Linked DNA regions of Mus musculus: region 1 is linked to region 2. Evidence: chromatin contacts called from public HiChIP or PLAC-seq data. All regions are on one chromosome and are shown on one strand. Each heading gives the region's core, a stretch centred on a gene start, on an enhancer-like site or on the middle of the called end of the contact. The rest is flanking DNA. Distances are from core to core; before and after follow the strand shown. Region 1 holds the start of Patl2 (protein associated with topoisomerase II homolog 2 (yeast)). Region 2 holds the start of Spg11 (SPG11, spatacsin vesicle trafficking associated).

Region 1 (6,892 bases), core at 2,306-4,805, 68 kb after region 2:
TATGAATCTGTATGTATCTAACTATAGTATACAAAAATTTAAGACATATAAGAATTAATTGATACATCCATAACATTTTTACATGGGTTTCCTACTAACTGACAGAGAATCAGACCGTATGAGTAATTTGACCCAACAAACATACAGAATCTTGTATTCTAGAACACCAGAGAGCTTCAGAGCCTTCTTTTTTTAAAGATAAAACCTCACTGGCCACACACTGCCATTAAAAAGAAAATGCTAACACACTTCAAAAGATGTGATCAAACAGACCAGTATTTCATTTTAATGCAGATAAGCCATAAATAACTATATTTAGAATTAGAAAATCATACATATTTGGAAATTTTAAAATATATCAGTATATATTGTTGAGGTTTGGTCTGTTGCTATGTGTTGTAATGCTAAATACTGGCCCTAGTTACCCACAGAGAAGAGGATATTCTTACACAGACCCAAGTGATGCTATGTAATCTTGCCCCTCCCCCAAGCTATTCCTTGAATAAATATGCCTTAGTGAATAAAGATGCCTATAGCTGTGAAGAAGATAGGTAAACGGGGTTTCAGTTCCTGGACTTGGGGGTCTAAGGAGAGACCACAATGAGGGGAGAAGAGAAGGTTGGAGAGAGGAGAAGATGCCATGGGGTAGGTGAGTCATGAAAACATAGCCATGAAGGCTGGCTAATTGGAGTTAAGAGCTGCCCAGATGGAACATGGAAAGTTATAACTCAGGGTTATTGGTGGGGAAGTAGACATAATATAGCATAGAGAGTAGATATCTGCCCAGCTCTACTGCCTTTAAGGTTTGTTATAAATATAAAGGTTTCGTGTCTTTTATCTGGGAACTGAATGATCAAAGGTGGGGTAGATGCCCCCAGTTGAGATTAAATACTTAATACAACAGTGCATGGCCATCGCGCCTGTCATGTTCACACTTAGGGGTTGAAGCATAGGACCACAAATCTGAGGCTAACATGAATCCTATGCAGACCCTCTCAAAAACAAAACAATTCAAATAACCACTGTGCAAAATGTTATACTGAAATCTGAGAGTAGGTTAGACTGAGCGATGAGAAACAACATCTCAAAAAAACTGTCACCCTCAGCTTAAGAGGGACTTCATAGCCTGGCCCATTAGAAAAGCAAAGGACTAGAGCTCCTTCTTCTCCTCCCTCCTCATGAACTCACTGGGGAATGAGCCCAGTCCTTGCACTGCACTCTACCAATGAGTTACAGTCCCAGTCTGTCCAGTGTTTCAGTTTAAGAACTTAAGAAAACAGGCTGGAGGTGGTGACTTAGCTGGTGGAGCAAGTGCTTGCCTAGCATACACAAAGCCCTGGGGGAGGGAGGAGCTCTAACAGACCCAAGCATGACAAACATGGCGCCACCAGATCCTGCCTTCCCTCTCCCTTGCAAAACCGTTGGATTCCCTTATTTAGGCACTTCCACATTCCTAACACCAGCCACCAAGGTTTTCTTATTTGGCTACTTCCTTATGTGGGACCCATTCCTGAGGCTGGCCACCAAGGTCCAGCTACCAAAACTCATACTTTGGCTACACTAACACATCCCCAATCAGGACTTACCAACTCATCTGAGCACAGACTTCCCCCTTTCTCTTAAAAACTACTCCTACAAAGACACTTGCTGCTGTCTTTGCCCGATCCAGAGGCACCCACCACCATCACCACACAGTCTACTTGTCCCTTCTGAGGTTATAAATCTGTGCTTAGAATTTGGTGTCTAGATGTGGGGTGGCAGACTGTGAGAGGAGCCTAATAAAGTTGAACTGGGTTGGAAGCCCTGGGACCCAAAGGGACGGTAGGAGCTTCACCTGCTCCCATCACAGGTCCCTGTCACACTGCCACAGTCCCCATAGAGAGTGTTGTGACCATCACGTAGGGGCAGCTCCCCCTAAGCCCTCTACATGTAAATGAGGCATCCCTAACATCTCAGACCAAGCCAATAGGAAGCACCTACTGTAAGAACCCAACTTAGCCCAAAACTGTATATAAGATCCTATCCAGAAGGAATAAAGGTGTGTATGTGTGTGTGTGTGTGTGTGTGTGTGTGTGTGTGTGTGTGTGTGTATGTCTTAGGTTTTACTGCTGTGAACAGACACATGACCATTGCAAGTCTTACAAAGGACAACATTTAATTGGGGCTGGCTTACAGTTTCAGAGGATTAGTCCATTATCATCAAGGTGGGAGCATGGCAGCATGCAGGCAGGCATGGTTCTACATCTTCATCTGAATGCTCCTAGCAGAATACTGGCTTCCAGACAGCTAGGATGAGGGTCGTAGATAGAGCCCAAACCCACAGTGACACACCTACTCCAATAGGAGTGTGTGTGTATATACATATATATAGGTATATATATAGTGTATATACACACACATACATAGTGCCACTCCCTGGGCCGAGCATATGCAAACCATCAAAGCGCAAAAGAGAATTACTCCATCACCTGAGAGCATCTGTTGTATAGGAGCTGTTACCCTTTCTGGGAAGAGAATGCTTTCCTGAAGCTTTCGTGGCTAATTTCGTTGCTAGAAGTTCCCCTGCACCTCACTCAGTAACCAGCCCTCCATCAGCTCAGCTCAGTGCAGGGTCTGGGAGCAATAGTGGCAGCTGCAGCAGTCCCAGTTGCACTTCCCCCTCCCTGCTTTTTCCCCTTTGCTTGAAGGCTCTTGCCAGGCCGGGCCAGAAACTTCCACTTCTGGTACACAGACTGGCATCTGAGTGTGTTCTCTGCCGACTCCAAGGCCCTTTCACTGGGTTCTATCCTCAACAGTATGTAAACTGGACATAGTGACATAGGCCTGTGATCACATAAGTCTGATGGAATTGGCAGAAGAGATTCAAAGCCATATTCAGTTGAAGTTCAAGGCCAGACAGACAAGAGACTGCCTCAAAATAACAAAAAGATATGATATAGGGGAGTGGTAAGATGGCTCAACTGGTAGAAAGCTCTTTTCACCAATCCTAACCACCGAGTTCAATCCCTGGAACCTCCCCCCCCCCAACAAAATAAGTACAAGCAAAATGATACTATCACTACATTTAAAAATAATTCTTAGGATTGGAAAGGTGGCTCAGGGTTTAAGAGCGCTGACTACTCTGTCAGAGGACCCAGGTTTGATTTCCAGCACCCACATGATAGCTCACGCGATGGCCTAACTCCAGTTCATTGCCCTCTTCTTGCTTCAGAGGGCCTGCCCTGAAATTCCGGCAGTTGAGTTGCAAGCTACCAAATATATCCAAGACATCCTACATTATATGAAACTGTTTTTTAAAAATAAAAATATTAGCTGGGCGTGGTGGCACCGCCTTTAATTCCAGCACTCGGGAGGCGGAGGCAGGTGGATTTCTGAGTTCGAGGCCAGCCTGGTCTACAGAGTGAGTTCCAGGACAGCCAGGGCTACACAGAGAAACCCTGTCTTGAAAAACCAACATAAATAAATACATAAATAAATACTCAGGATTTAAAACTCACCTTTGTCCTCCACAGCTATTCTTTCAGTGTCTCTTTGCCTGCTTCCTGAGGCCTTTCCCGCCCTTTCCCCTTGAAAACCAATCATCTAGCTTAGCTTTGGACCAATCAGCGGCCTCATCTTAAGCCCCGCCCAGGATCCCCAGGAGTCAGGTGGCGCCATGTTCCAGGGGCAGCGTGGTTGGTTCTGCGGCAGTGTCAGTCAGGACCTGAGGCAAATCTGGGGTAGGAAGATGGGCGGGGCAGGACGTGGGAGCCAGAGCATCCTCCTGTTGAAGCCCCCGCCAGGGCCCCCCCTGCCTTCCTCGGTGCTGACGTGTGTTTTTACCTCCACAGAGGACGAAGGCGGGATGGTCAGCGACGTGAAGGCCGCCGACTTCCTGTTTAGCTGTGATGCCTCGCACCCTGACACGCTGAGGTACCCCAGGGCCACCCTACAGCCTTTTCTGTCATCGTGTACCCAAGAAAGGAACCAGCAGTCCAGTTATCAGCACTAGGGAGCAGCAAGTTTGCAGCCCTAGATATGGGGGATAGCATTCTCTTTTCCTTCCTTCCACCCTGGTCTTCTACCTGTCCCTTGGGTCTCTAACGGAATCCTGGTTTTGAGTTGTCTAGCTGTCACGTGGTAACTCTTACTCTGTCTGTAGGTCCTGCACTTTGCAAGCTGAAAACCTACCCACCCCATTACCTTAGCATACCAGGTTCTGGGATTGATTTCGGGCATGTGTCAAAAGTCGGGCTTTCTGGCATCTTAACCGACAAGTTCTATCATGAGTGAATGGTTGCCTAAGACCATGGAACAGCTTCAGTAATGGTTCTTCTTCCTTATTGCTGCTGTTTTACTAGCCCTATAATCACCCCAGGACTGTTACAGGAACTTGACCCTGCCTCCATCTGTGCTCTGCCATCTCCTTTCATAATTGCTGTCAACTGTTTATTGAGCAGAAATCTGCCCCTGGCTTGCAACCCCAACCCCTTCAGATTTAGACTTAGCTAATGCCTCTTTAAATTTCCATGTCTTTCATAGTCTGTTAAGTTATTGCTCCTTCATGTATGTTTTTTTTTTCCCTAACATCTTTTGACTCTTTTTTCACGGGCCTAGAAAAATAATGTTTTCTGCATGTGAAGGCTTCTCTGACTGTGTGCCCATTCTTTACCTCAGAATTAATTTCTTTTAATGAGTAAAAGAGACTCATGACTCTTGGAAGACTATGAGTAAAACTCATTTGGGCTTCTGGCTTTCAGTACACTGTTGATGGCCAGCTAGCTACTGTTTAAAGATCTTCCTCTTCCTCTTCCTCCTCCTCCTCTTCCTCCTCCTCCTCTTCCTCCTCCTTAGGGCAGGGTCTCTCATTTATTTACTTATTGTGCATTGACATTTCGGGGCATGTCTGCATGTATGTATGAGGGTGTTGGGTTACCTGTAACTGGAGTTATAGACAGTTGTGAACTATCATGTGGGTGTTCAGAATTGAACACAGATTTCCCGGAAGAGCAGCCAGTGCTCTTAACCGCTGAGCCATCTCTCCAGCCCCTGTTTTAAGTCTTTTATAAATTCATACAATCCTTTACCAACTCTAAAGCTAAGATTTGCCAACACTCAGGTCCCCAAGCTGGGAAATGTCTTATACCTGAAATTGATTCATTCTTGGCAGGAAAGAAGAATACATCATAAATGTATGCTCTAATGCTTGCAGTCTCCTACTTCCAATATTTGATTTACTTTTGAAAGTTTGAATGCATTCTTGTTTATTTCATAACCATTGACTTCCTTTCTTCTAGAATATATCAGAGCCTCGAGTACATAGAAGATAATGCTACAGTTTTTCATGCCTACTATCTTGCTGCAATAGCTAATACTGAAATGAAAAATTCAGTGGCCTTAGGCCATTTTGTTCTTCCTCCTGCATGTCTGCAAAAAGGTTAGCAAAGACCATAAAGCCATCGGTTTGCCAAGCCCAGCCAATCTCTAGTAAGATAACCAAATTTAATTTGAACAATCTCTATTCTCAATTGGACATTTTGTGGCTTGATTTTTAGCTTTTGGGGGTGTTTTTTTTTTTTGTCTGTCTGTTTATTTGTTTTTATTTTTGACAGTGTCTCACTTCATATCCCAATCTTCTGAGTGCTGGGATTGTAGGTGTGAGCCACTCTACCCACAGAGATGTTTGAATCTGGACTTAGAATCAGATACCTTGAGTGAAAATCCTGGCTTTCTCCATCCACACATTCATTTAGCTTTCTTTGTCTGCAAGGTCTCAGCTGCAGTGTGGAAATCCACTGGTGCATAAGGCAGAGTCAGATATTACCCTCCAAGGAAAGTGCTCACCAGCTAGGATCCAACACTTAGGATTTCTTATTTGGTTGTTTGTGTCGAGGCATGGCCTTACTATGTAGCCGTGGTGTGCCTGGATCTCACTATATAAGCCAGGCTGGCCTCAAACAAAATGTGTACTACCACGCCCAGCATTTTGTGATCTAACATGCTATTGACTTCTAAAATGAGATCATAGATTAAGGTATATGACATATTGTGAGGATTTAATAAATGTGTTCTTTGCTAGTGTTGAATCTCTTCATTCTAATATTTCTTTAAATGCTTGCTATAATACTCTTATATATGTGTGTGTGTATATATATGTGTGCTTTTCATTATACTTTTGTAAGTACTTTCACATTATTTCAACAACTTTATGAAGAGAGAAAGAAAAGTAAGGAACTGCATTGAGACTGGTCCTTTCAGCTTTCCCTGCTGGGAATGTGTTCTTATCCTGCCTCTCCAGCGCTCAGCCTAGCTTATCTACAGGACATTATGTGTCTCTTCTTTTTTTTTTTTTTTTTTTTTTTTTTGGTTTTTTGAGACATGGTTTCTCTGTATAGTTCTGGCTGTCCTGGAACTCACTCTGTAGACCAGGCTGGCCTCGAACTCAGAAATCCGCCTGCCTCTGCCTCCCAAGTGCTGTGATTAAAGGCGTGTGCCACCACACCTGGCTCTTTGAGGTTTCTAAGGGCTAGTCTATGAAAATAATTTTAAGTTTTGGGTTTGTTCTGTTTTGTTTTTTATATTTTCCTCACTGGAAATCTATGAACAGTTTCAGTTTGTTGCTCTAGAAATGAACATAGAATTATTGGGTAAACAAAATCCTCACTAAGAACTGAGTGTAGGGGAGCTGGCAAGATGGCTCAGAAGGTAAGAGCACTGACTGCTCTTCTGAAGGTCCTGAGTTCAAATCCCAGCAATCACATGGTAGCTCATAACCACCCGTAATGAGATCTGACGCCCTCTTCTGGTGTGTCTGAAATCAGCTACAGTGTATTTATGTATAATAATAAATAGATCTTTGGTCCTGAGTGAGCAGAGCTGACTGAAGTTAGCAGGGTGGACTGGAGCGAGCAGA
Region 2 (6,826 bases), core at 4,206-6,705:
TCCCCCAACTGAGTTTGTAAACAGCTCAGCTTTCTACACAGTCTCTTCTCCTACACCCTGACCAACATTTACAGTCAAGGATACAGATCAAGCCCACTGTGCTCAGAACAAAAAGAAATCTCTCACAGAGCTGTGCATCAATGATCATGTCCGCTGCCTGTGCAGGCAGGGGCAGTGAGAGGCAGTCCAGCACTGGGACCCCAGGTTCTTTCCCCGGAAACACAACGCGTAGGATGAGACATCTGTTGATGAGCAGTAATGACGTGTTGTTGTGAAATGACAGAATTCTCAAAGACTTGAAGGAAATACCTATGAAGCAAAAGGATATTATCTTAATCACTGATCACAATTTCACAGTTGGTAAATGTGACCTTATAACAATAGAAAAACAAAACAAAACAAAAAACAGATAAAACAAAGAGGGAAACTGCACTCATTCCAACGCAAGAAAAAGAAGGAGCGGGGCAGTGGAGGCGCATGCCTTTAATCCCAGCACTGGAGAGGCAGAGGCAGGCAGATTTCTGAGTTCGAGGCCAGCCTGGTCTATAGAGTGAGTTCCAGAACAGCCAGGGCTACACAGAGAAACCCTGTCTCGAAACACACACACACACACACACACACACACACACACACACACACACACACACACACACACACGAAGGAACCTTATAGTCAAGGGTAGAAAGGATGTTACTGTAGTAAAAGTGGAGGTCCAGGGGCTTAGAGTTCTGTTGCCTCCTGCTGCAGCTTATCAAGACAAGATTCTCAACAGCTATGCAACCAGTCTAAGTCCACACTGTCCAATTAAAATTCATGACTCATCAATCCATTGGACAGATGAGATTCAATGTGACTGGCAGCCAAAGAAACGTGAAATAAATTTAACATGTATTATTTGGTTCATTACATATAAAATATCTTTCCAATATGGAATTCATACAAAAATTATTAATGAGCTACTCTACTTTCCTTATACTAAGACTTAGCTATTCAAGAGGCAGGAGGATTTTTAAATCCAGGACCAGCTTAGGTAGCTTGGTGATACTCTGCCTGAAAATAAGAGCAAGAAAGGCCTGGGGCTGAGTATGTAGCTCAATGACTGAGTGACAATCTAGCATGTATGAGGCCATGGGTTCACTTCCCAGTATCCCTCTAAAAAACCAGATGGATGTATGATTTCTTCCCCGCTCCCCTCCACCCCTTTTTTTTCCTTTTTGGCAGCCTTACTACGTATCCTAGGTTAGCATCAAACTGAGGTCCTCTGGCTTCTGCCTCAAAAGTGCTGGGATTATAGGCATATCGCCCCTCACTTGCCTGTGACATATATAGCACATTTCTCAGTCACCAAGGGCTTGCCTAGCATTTGTGAGACTCTAGATTTGATTCCCAGTCCTGCAAAAATTAAAGGTACAACTTTATTCCTATTAACTACATTCTGAGTGCTGAACAACTGGCTAGTGGCTATAGTATTGAGCAGTGTAGCCCGCCCTTTTGGTTTCACCTCTATGAGAACTTCTCATAACTTCTCACAAATAGTTGGTCATGGTGGCACACTCCTGACATCCCAGCACTTGTGAAACTGATGGAGGAGGACCACATGTTTGAGGGTGGCCTGTGCTACACAGTCACACTGTCTAAGAAAGGAAGCAAAAGTCCCAGACCTAAAATGACACTTACTGACACCTTGATCTTCAGTGAGCTTCTGCAGTGTCCTCCCACAACAGCCGTGTAATAAGGCTGCGTCACATCTTCCATCTCTCAAGTCAAATTCATATACGAGCAGCTCATAATCTTCTCTGGCAACAAGCAGCTTGGGCCTGTCTCTTGATGTGCTGTTCTGAGACTCCTCCCATAGGAACCTAAGAAAAAAAGTTTAGATTTATTGTGTTTCTATACCCACAATCCCACTAACCACAATAGTGGGGACCAACGGGCAGAACAAGGACAGCTTAGTTCACTGACAGCACCAACTCCACAATCCAGCCTAAGGGAATGAAAACACCGTCACAACTCTCTTCCTTCCCTTCCCTTCCCGTCTCCTAACTTCTTCCCACTCTTTTCCTCTACACTGAGAGTGGGGGTATGAAGTGAACACAGGGCAAGAAACTGTTCCCTTCAGCTTTTTAAACATCTTTTAAAAGCCTAATTATTCTTTGTAGGCCTGACTGTCCTGGTACTTGCTATGTAGACCAGGCTGGCCTCAAACTCACAGAGATCCACCTGTCTCTTCCTCCTGAGTGCTGGGATCAAAGGCATGTGCCACCATACCCAGTTGTAAATTTATTCCTTATAAAGTAAGTATATTACTTATTATAATCAATAAAATGGGCTTATACAGCTGGCGGTGACTCAAGTGGTTGAGAATACTTGTTCACAAATACAGTAACTGCAGTTCCAGGGGATCTGACATCCTTTCCTGGTCTCTGCTGGTACCATGCACATGATGCACATATATACTTGCAGGCAAACGCTCACAAACAAAAAATAAATAATGTTTTAAATGGGCTTTGACTGAATTGGATTATTTCAGATTTAAAAATTAATTATTTACATCTGCAGTCTTTGAGTACTCCAGAATGCTATGTTACAGAACAACCCTCCCTAATAGAACTTTGTGATGATACAAATGTTCTATTTCAGTGCTGCTCAAGACAGCCAACAATCCGTGGGCAGATATGGCTACAGGGCACTTCTACTGTGGGTACTGCAAAAAAGAACTGTTACGGTAAAGACGGTCCAGCTTAGCCACATGTGGCTGGCTAATGACTATCATACTAGACAGCATAGTCACCAAAGTTGGCTAGCAAGGACAGAGAGAGACTAATTATATTACATTATATTTTAAAATAAACCTAAGGGCTGTAGAAGTTGCTTAGGGGCTAAAGAGCTAGCTCCACAGGCTGGAGAGTGGCACTTGGATACTCAGAACCCACACGAGAGCCAGTCAGGCTTGGTGGCCTGGCTGCCTGTAATCCTAGCACTCAGGAGTCAGAGACAAAAGATCCTGGGGACAAGCTAGCCATCTAGACCAACTCAAGCCTGTGAGCTCTTGGTTTCAGATCGAGACTCTGACTCTGAAATGAAGAGGAGGGTCAGCAATGGTTCATCAGGGAAGGACACATGCATGTGCTTTGCAACCTGAGTTGGATCTCTGAACTCCATGTCAAGGTGGATGCAGAGAACCAACCGCATGGAGTTGTTTTCTGACCTCCACAGTTTTATGCTGTGCCATGTTCATGAGCACGTGCACACACACCCAAACATTAATAATAATAAATAAAAAATTCAAATTACTGTGGCAAGCAATCTAGGAAGACACTCAATATCAATATCAGGCCTCCACATGTATACATGCACACATTCACACACATGTAAAAACTAAAATAAAAAGGTCCAAGCTGGGCATAGCAACATTGTCTTAGCTACTCAGAAGGCCGAGGAAGGGTCTCTTGAGCCCAGAAACTGAACACCCTAAGCAACATAGCAAGACTCTATCACTGGGTTGGAGAGATGGCTCAGCGGTTAAGAGGGCAGACTGCTCTTCCAAAGGTCCTGAGTTCAAATCCCAGCAACCACATGGTGGCTCACAACCATCTGTAACAGGGTCTGATGCACTCTTCTAGTGTGTGTCTGAAGACAGCTACAGTGTATTCATAGTAATAAAATAAATAAATCTTAAAAAAAGAAAAGACTATCACTAATATGTATGAGCCAGATCTGGTGACTCGATAGCAATCACTTTCTTTAGTGGCTGAGACAAGAAGACTGAGTTTGGGGCCAGTCTGGGCTACAGAGAAAGACCTATCTTAAGATCAGTCAATATGGCCCAACTCTGAAAACACTAAAAGAGATGAGGCTACCACTCTGATAGTTTCAACTTCTTTTAAAAACTTTGCTTTTCTACAATAATAAGTTTATATTAAATGGGGTGGCTATGAGGTTCTTATTAGAAACACTGACAGTTCCCATTTCTGCCTTTATATACCAAGAACACACAGGCACTCCAACACACACCAGACATGAGAACAGTAGAAAGCTGGGATGGAAGTACGTGCTTATAATTCCAGCATTGGAGAGGAGGAGGTAAGAGGGTTGGGAACTCACAGGCATCCTTGGGTCCAGGCCAGCCTGAGCTCCATGAGACCGTATCACAAGGGGGTAAAAAGATGGGTTAAAATACTTGCTGACTCAGCAAACTCATCTTGTGTCTATAGAGCTGTTGAAGAGCCTGGAGACTCAAAGTGAGATACCTGTTGGCTATACAGTCTCATATAGATTGATCCTAAAATACTTACTTCCCTTTATTAAAAAGGTCAGCATATACTCAGGGGACTTCTAAACTTTATGATGTAAACTGTTTTATGAAAAGTGGAAAGCAATATAATATTGTAATTCTCTACCTTCTCAATCCATGGGAGCCTCATGTCTAAGAAACAGCGGACATGCCAGGTATGGAGTATACAAGCCTGTAATCTCAGCATTAGAAGGGGTAAAACAGGAGGATTGTGAATTGCAAGCCAATCTGGCTATATCTTGAGACTGTGATTTAAACATGGAAAACGTAGGGCTGGAATACCGTTCAGTGACCTCAGAGCACTTGTGTAAATGAATGGACAAGTTTAAAGAGGAGCAGGGGCTGGAGTGGGCGTGGTGGTGGCTGTGTTTGCAAGAAAACATTATTTTAGAGACAAAAAAAAATGCTTTAGAAATAAGCCTTATCTGGCATTTTAAAACAAAGTAGACTGTCTGGTAGTGCAGGCAGAGACAGGCCGATCTCTGTAGGCTCCAGGCTATATTTCGAGTTCTAGAATACCTAGGGATACATAGTGAAGAGGGGGAGGAGGAGGTAGAGAAAGATAGGCTTAGAACTCCTTTCAGTGACAATCTGTATTGAATTAAAGAAACAGGACCTGTGCTGAGACCCATCCAGGGTTTGCAGGGGCTATCAAGGAGTGAGACATCTTCTCTGTCCACCCAGGAAGTGAGCCGTGAGTTGCAACAAGGTGAGGATTTCACTTCGGGATGGGAAAGGTTCCGAGAGGCACGGGGCTCGATCCTGAGGAGGCTCCCCAGTGGTTCATCCTCTCCCACCAACCCAGGGGCCGGCGAGAGGCGAGCCCAGGACTCCCCTCCGGAGCGGCTCAGATTTCAGCCTCCTCCCACAGCCTGCAGCCGTCCCGCAGCACTTACTGCCTAAAGGGTCCTGGGAGGCAGCAGCTGCTCCCACCCCTGCTGCCCGGCGCCAAGGAAAGCACTTGGAGACTGCCCGCAGCCGTCAGGCTCCCCAGGGCCTCCAGCTCTCGGTGCAGCTGCGCCCGCGGTCCCAGCTGCGCCGTCTCCTCAGCTGGGATCCGCACCAGCAGCATGGGCAGGACCCGCTCCATGGCCCCGGCACAGCCGGGGGAGGCAGCACTTCCGGGCCCTGGCTGGGCAGCCATCTTGGCCTGGGCGGTCCTTCCGGTAGAGGCGCCCGAATGCGTCACGGACCTGCGCAGTGATTCGGACCTTGTGACTCTCACGAGAGAGGCGGTCCTGCGCCCGGCATTTGCTCAGCTTGGGGTGGAGGCGGCTCTAAACGGAATCCTGCAAAAACCACGCCTGCCCCTCCCTGCTCAGCTCAATTCAATAATACGCCAGGGCCTTTCAGCTGCTTGTGCTGTCCTTGCTACCAAAGATTTCTAAGGCAGGTGCTTCTTACTCCATTGAAACCCTGTTGCTGGCTCCTCTTCACTTTTTGTGCTGCTCGGTTAACAGGCATCTGGTAGTGCGCTTTTCTTGGTAGCAAGTACTCTTTTAAAGTCTAGAACTAATAAAGAACCCTCTACCATTTTAAAAAAAAAAAAAAAAAGCAGGGCTTCACAACAGACCCCCTCCCCCCATCCCCGGCTTCGAGAAATCGGCCCCTCTACGGAGTGGTATGGAGTTTTGGAAAGCAACTATCTCCATCAGATGCCTGGGATCCCAGAGTTTGAAAAATCAATCTGACTCATTTCCCCCATCAGGAAGTTTTGAAGAGCAGTTTACCAAAAATAAAATAAAATAAAATAAAATAAATTCTACAAGCCCTTCCTCCTCCTGACTGCAAAAACTAATTTTCAGACCCTTCGAGATGAATTTTCTTGTACCCGTGGGTACCCAGTCTCAGGATTTGGGAGTGTAAACTTCTCAGACCAATAGATCTCCTTTTGAGGTCAAACAATCTATTCTTTGTGGTCCTCCACCAAGGACTCTGTTACAAACATGAAGGTTAACATGGAGATTGAAGTCAAACGATATCCTTTGTAACAGATGGATGCATACAGAGTAGAGATGGTGAAATAGTTCACCTTTCAATTTCTTCTGTTTTTCTCAGGAAAGTACAATCTGATACAGAAGAGAAGAGGTAGAGAGCTATTGAAAAGGCATTTGGTCAAGCTATTTATTTGATAAAGGTTCTCTAGTGGCCTTAGACACCTGATCCTCCTTCACCAGCTTTTCAGGTTCTAGGAATACAGGATTATGCCTCCATGCCTACTTAACAGTGTCTTTCTAACACAGCCACTTCTACAAACTGAACATTTTGACTTAATGGCAACCTGCTAACATGCCTTCCTGGCTCAGTCTAAAGTCTAAAGCCCCTCTCTATTCCAGTCACTCTCAAATCATAGTATTTATGACTAATTAACATTTTATGTCAATTCCTGACCAAACTCTATGTAAGCCTGGAAATAGCAGAGACCTGTGCACCACTGTTATCTTCCTGCCTGAATCCCAGCCTGGCTCATAAAAGGTACTTTAGTATTTCTTGATGAATGCAGGACTTCATTTGACAAAATGCTGCCATGTT

Evidence for each region. HiChIP or PLAC-seq counts read pairs in DNA pulled down with a chosen protein or histone mark.
Region 1: an H3K27ac HiChIP or PLAC-seq map of embryonic stem cells shows a contact between it and region 2, with 8 read pairs. The contact joins the promoter of Patl2 here to the promoter of Spg11 in region 2. A contact is called at or near these places in 3 of 39 promoter capture datasets (embryonic stem cells, frontonasal cranial neural crest and neutrophils), 2 of 484 Hi-C or Micro-C datasets (cortical neurons and pancreatic cancer cells), 6 of 115 datasets of contacts at active chromatin or transcription factors (the NIH/3T3 cell line, the SCID.adh cell line, bone marrow-derived macrophages and 2 more) and 2 of 9 other capture datasets (adipose tissue and liver).

What each region holds. Positions count from the first base shown.
Region 1 is chr2:122,182,634-122,189,525 of GRCm38.p6, forward strand. It overlaps Patl2 (protein associated with topoisomerase II homolog 2 (yeast)), which reads right to left and starts at 3,556. Exons shown (of 18, transcript NM_026251.2): 1 at 3,498-3,556. It overlaps Terb2 (telomere repeat binding bouquet formation protein 2), which reads left to right and starts at 3,639. Exons shown (of 7, transcript NM_028914.1): 1 at 3,639-3,719; 2 at 3,831-3,912; 3 at 5,277-5,416. The coding sequence starts at 3,656.
Region 2 is chr2:122,112,931-122,119,756 of GRCm38.p6, forward strand. Spg11 (SPG11, spatacsin vesicle trafficking associated) reads right to left here and starts at 5,456. Exons shown (of 40, transcript NM_145531.2): 1 at 5,191-5,456; 2 at 1,678-1,859; 3 at 85-309. The coding sequence starts at 5,438.